Linked DNA regions of Mus musculus: region 2 is linked to region 1. Evidence: chromatin contacts called from public promoter capture Hi-C data. All regions are on one chromosome and are shown on one strand. The core of a region is the stretch at or near the end of the contact, and the rest is flanking DNA. Distances in the headings are between cores, read along the strand shown.

Region 1 (2,552 bases), core at 24-2,523:
GTTATAAAATCATGAAAGGATTTATGCGAGTGTCACGTTTAGGTCGGAAATGACAGTTGCTTTATCAGATAAAGTTAGAACAAGAAGTCAGTCAAGGAAAAAGCAAGAGGTACCAGGATAGCATTCTAACGTAGCAACGCAGTTACAGACTAGGGGTACGCAGAGCTGGTACTTGGCAGGGAACCTCATGTTTCACCTGAACACGTGAAAGACAGTTTGATAAGAGAAAATGAGTATACAAGACTAAGAGACCTTAAGTGAAAGGTCTAATTGTAAGGCACAGGGGACCTGAATTCTACAGATTTAGCCTTCCAACTCAGTAAAGACAGGGAAGAGAGCAAAAGTTAAAGGAAGCATTCCTGACCTGAATTCTGAGCTCTCCCACTTCCAGGGGGTCACAGCCGAGATTAAAAGCCAGAGTGGCGGGCAGAAACACCAGTCCGTCAGCGAGTGGCTCTCCCGGCTGCTGCCCGGAGTTGGGTCCCAGTCTCTCAGACAGCTCCCAGCGCGGTTCTAGAACCTGGACTTGAGCCAAGCGCGGCTGCGAGGAGTTGGGTAACTCTGCGACCTGGGCCACCCAGACCCATTCGCCCTGGAAGAGTCCGAGACTCCGGAGACAGCTCCGGCTCACACCCAGCGCATCTCCAGTCCCTCCCAGAACCCCTCGGAGTCGCCGGACCGAGTGGGAAGCTGCAAAGGACGACACTACGGGCGGGGGCGGGGGATGGCTGTGATCCCGACTCTCCTGGCCCAGTTTGGCCCGCCCGCGGAGCTCAGTCACGGCCAGCCGTGTCCCCGGGCCCAGCAACCCCTGCAGGGCCGGTCGCGTCTCCAACACTCGCGATCCGGGCACGGGGAGGGTCTCCCCGCGGCGCACCAACAGCGGCCCGACTCGAGGCCCTAGCCCGGGTCCCGGAGCCGTGGCAAGCAACGCCCAGCCCAGGGCCGGGGGACGCCGCACAAGCCGCGCTCGTACTCGCGCCCCGGGCCCCAGCGCTAGGACCCGCAGCAGCGCGCGGCTCACCAGCAGCGGCGGAGGCCCCGGCCCGCGCTGCTCGCCCTGGGCGCCGGACCCTTCCACGGCCGCCACGAGCAGCGCGGGCTTCGCGGGACTCTCGCTCGCCGGCCGCAGTGCCAGCACCAGCCCCAGCCCCGTCGCTGGCCACGGGCCCCCGGGAGGCAACAGCACCGCCAACGGTGGTGTCTCCGTCGGGAAGGGGTCCAGGACGCGCAGGACAGCCAACGCCATGGCGAAGGAGAAGGAAACCACTCCACTTCCGGAAATAGGGGGCGGAAAAAGTCCGGGGCAAGAGAGGCGTTTCCGCTTCCGGTAGGAAAGTGGGCGGGGTGCCGATGGCCAAGTCGGCCCCTGAGAAGATGCACAGGGGTGGGGGGGAGCCTGGCTTGACGACCGCCTCCGTTGTTGTCGACGCACGCGCCCTTTGAAACTCAGTGGAGGAGCATTTTTACAATTCTGTAGGGCAAGTAGCGTCCTCTCGACCTTCATGCCCCATAACTTGAACTCAGTATTTAACTGACCAAGAGTAATCGGTGTGGGCCAGGCGGTGGTGGCGCACGCCTTTAATCCCAGCACTTGGGAGGCAGAGGCAGGTGGATTTCTGAGTTTAAGGCCAGCCTGTCTACAGAGTGAGTTCCAGGACAGCCAGTACTACACAGAGAAACCCTGTCTCGAAAAACAAAACAAAACAAACAAACAAAAAAGAATAATTGGTGTGAAAAGAAGGATGGGGTTTGGGGAGATGGCTTAGTGGTTAAGAGCACCGACTGCTCTTCCAAAGGTTCTGAGTTCAAATCCTAGGAACCACATAGCGGCTCACAACCATCCGTAATGAGATCTGATGCCCTCTTCTGGGGTGTCTGAAGACAGCTACAGTGTACGGACTTACATAAAATAAATAAATCTTTAAAAACAAAGAAAAGTGGAAAAAGTCCATTTTCCTGAGGATGTCTTAGTTTGTCCTGCTCAGCTGTAGGCACAGCGTCTTGAGGGTTACCGGGAACGTTGTAAGGGGGATGGTGGGATAAAACTGCCCCAGCCATGCTTATGCCAATCTATTTATGCAGCGGCTGCTGGCTGAATTAATGCATGGGATTCATGTAGCCCTGTTGCTTGGTGTTGCCACACTTCTCCCAACACACCCTCCTTAAAGCTCATGTTCCAGTGCCTTGGGTCCTTCACGTTCTCTGTCCTACTCCGATCTAACTTGAAGCTTGAACAGTTTACCTAATTCTAGGAGAGCTATAGGAGAGAAGGCGACAGAGAAGGAAAGGGTTGAAGGCTTCTGTGATGGGAACTGAGCCAATAGCCTTAGTTACTTAGATTTCGTCTTTGTCTTTACTCTTTCTTTTTTATGATTTATTTATTTAAAATTTGTACGTGCACTGCTGTTTTGTCTGTACGTATGTCTATGTGAGGGTGTCAGATCCCCTGGAACTGGAGTTATAGACACTTGTGAGTGACAGGTGGGTACTGGGAATAAAACCTGGGCCTGCTGGTAGAGCAGTTAGTGCTCTTAACAGCTGAGCCATCT
Region 2 (2,552 bases), core at 17-2,516, 980 kb after region 1:
GAAAGGCAAACTTCCTGGGGGGCAGCTGGGGGGGTGGGGAGGACAGGCCAGGGAGACCGGACTTACTAGCCCTACACAAGGAAGGATTCTCTACCCACCTCCCTGGTGGCCTCAGTCCTTGGGCAGCGCCCTCTGCTGGCCAGAAAGAAATGCAGGAAAGAACAGAGTCCTACAGATCTTTGGGAAGGTCTGAGAAGGGGGACAAGGGACAGAGAAACAAGTAAAAACGTTAAGCTGCCCTGTCACTGACCTGAGCATACATAAAGAAGCAACCCTAGATGTGAGGAAGTTGTGACCCGCTTTATATGGACCTAGGGGTTAAGCAAGCTGGCAAACAGACTTTTAACACCCCAGAAGTGGCACTTCCTGCCCTGAATAGCTCAGTTGCCCTCTGCCCCTGAAACTCTTATTCCTGCCAGAAAGCCTTTCCTGCCACCTCCTACCAGGGCAACGTGCTAGAAGGTGCAGCTATAGCCAGAACCCTAGAACCTAAGAGCTGAGAGAGAGAGGGCACCTCAAGCCAGAAACATACACACAGAGATCCAAGCCCAGATCCCTGCTACAGCAGAACTCAAGATAGAATTAGGCCCTGGCCCTGAGTCACATCTTGGCATGAGCTTGCCTGACCAAGACAGGCCAGCTTGTCCAGAGGTGAGACTTAGGTCACAACCCATCGCCCTACCTCTGATGCCAGGTATCCTTCCCCTCACGTCCCACACGTGGGGTCAGGGTGGGGCCTGGGATGGACTGGGCTGGGCTAGTGCTGAGACCAGTGAAGGGTGGAGCACTTGGAAGGCAGAGGAGGGACATCCTGGGTGAGGGAGGCTACGAGTGTCCCCAAGGACTGGTGGCTTCTGGATTATCCTCTGGTGGTTGCTTCTCTAGCCCTGGGCATCTGCACAGGACCTTCACCCGGCTGACTTACCTCCAAAGACGGCAGCTCCTGACCTTCCCGGGCCCATTAGGGCCTGAAGCAGGGCCACACTTCCATGCTGCAGCCAGAGGGCCAGGCTTGTCTGCAGCCCTCCCCGTCAAGCACATGACCCAGTGGGCTTCCTTTGTGGCCCCCTGCATTACTTAACTGATTCACTGATCCCCCTAAGTGGCCAGGTCCCTTTCAGACCCAGGCAGCCTAGGGAGACTCCTAGGGGCAGTGTTGAAGCCCAGGAGGTACAGAGATCTACCGGCTTTAATTGGAAGTAATTAGTTAATCTACTCTGAAAGCAGTGGGGGAGGGGAGGAAGCTTTGGGGAAAGAAGACTCTACACTGTCAATCTGGTGAGTCTTGGGGGACCATAACTCTCCCCTGCACACGCACTCACTTAGAAGGCCTTTCTTTTCAACCCCAAGGCAAACCCAGGCCCGGAACAGACAGGGGGCAGCTTTGTATACAACAAAGCAGGTGCCCTGGGTTTGGTGGGAATCACCTTTGAGAGCAAGCCAGGAGAAAACCAAAGAAGGGAGCTAGAGAGATGCAGGAACTCTAGGGTGAGAACTGGTTCCTCTCTGTCACCTCTGTTTGCACCCTGCCCAAGGTCACGCACGTACAGCCCTACAAGTTAGGAGCCAGTGCGCTCCCAGCCCAAAGGCTAGCTTCGCTATTTCGGCAGCGAGAAGCCATTCCCATAACGGGGAAAGGGGCGCCGGAGGACAGAGCCCTAACCAGGCCCCAGGGGGTGTGTCCTCGGCCACAACGCGACGCGGGCAGGCAGCGTGGCGGGGACTCTGGCCGACAGCCTCCCGCGCGGTCCGGAGCAGCTGACCCGCTGGCGATCGGCCAAGTTGCGGCGGGCCGGGAGGCAGCAACGTGCGGCGCGGCATGTCGCGGGCCCGGAGACAGGGAGCTGTGGGGGCGGACCGGCGCGCCGCCTCCCCCCTCCGGGCCCCGGCCCATTCATAAAACCCAAAGGCATTGCCCAGGCCTGGCAGGCTTGGACTCCTAATTGCAAACTCATTAAGGAGTTTGCATCTCATTTACATGGAAATCATTTCCTGGGCCCTCAACAGAGAACTGTCCTCTCTATCCATCAGGCATACTGTGCCCAGTTCGACCCATCTACAGAGTGGGACAGAAGGGGGCCTGTCTTTCGGCCAGTGCCCCCCTCCCCAGTCTACCCACTGGGAGTCCCGGAAAGGGGGGCGGTTGGCAGAGCACCCACCAGCAAGGAACCCTGCCTGCGCCCCAGGTGAGCTGGCTCTAACCCCAGTGGGTCCAAGTGAGGGAGGTGCCCGCCAAGTCATTTGCCCCCCGGCCTGGCCGTGCCCAGGGAAGGGAGGAGGCGGTAGGCATTGGTCCGAAGCAGCTGGTTGTACCTGGCAAGAGTAGACCTGGTGGGTGAGGCAGTTCGTGCCCAGCCTCACGTACCTCCCTGCTACAGGCCGTGCCCCCACCCCCACACCCCTTACCCCACAGAACAAGCGCTCAGTGACTCCAGACACAGACACCCAGTCACAGCGCACAAAGGCACCCACAACTGGGCCAGCCGTCATAGCCACCATCCTGGCAGCCACTCTCGATGGCACACAGATCCTTCACAAGCCATTTGTCCAGG

What was found. Promoter capture Hi-C pulls out the DNA fragments that hold promoters and counts their contacts.
Region 2: a contact with region 1 is called in a promoter capture Hi-C map of pre-B cells, with 9 times the contacts expected there. The contact joins the promoter of F630040K05Rik here to the promoter of Pex6 in region 1. A contact is called at or near these places in 2 of 39 promoter capture datasets (hippocampal neurons and pre-B cells), 2 of 15 datasets of contacts at CTCF or cohesin (embryonic stem cells and large pre-B cells), 2 of 484 Hi-C or Micro-C datasets (the G1E-ER4 cell line and cerebellum) and 3 of 115 datasets of contacts at active chromatin or transcription factors (embryonic stem cells, large pre-B cells and pancreatic cancer cells).

Annotation. Positions count from the first base shown.
Region 1 is chr17:46,710,197-46,712,748 of GRCm38.p6, reverse strand. It overlaps Pex6 (peroxisomal biogenesis factor 6), which reads right to left and starts at 1,273. Exons shown (of 17, transcript NM_145488.2): 1 at 365-1,273. The coding sequence starts at 1,249.
Region 2 is chr17:45,733,220-45,735,771 of GRCm38.p6, reverse strand. It overlaps F630040K05Rik (RIKEN cDNA F630040K05 gene), which reads right to left and starts at 1,266. Exons shown (of 5, transcript NR_152153.1): 1 at 926-1,266. It overlaps 1600014C23Rik (RIKEN cDNA 1600014C23 gene), which reads left to right and starts at 1,928. Exons shown (of 2, transcript NM_028164.1): 1 at 1,928-2,186. The coding sequence starts at 1,979.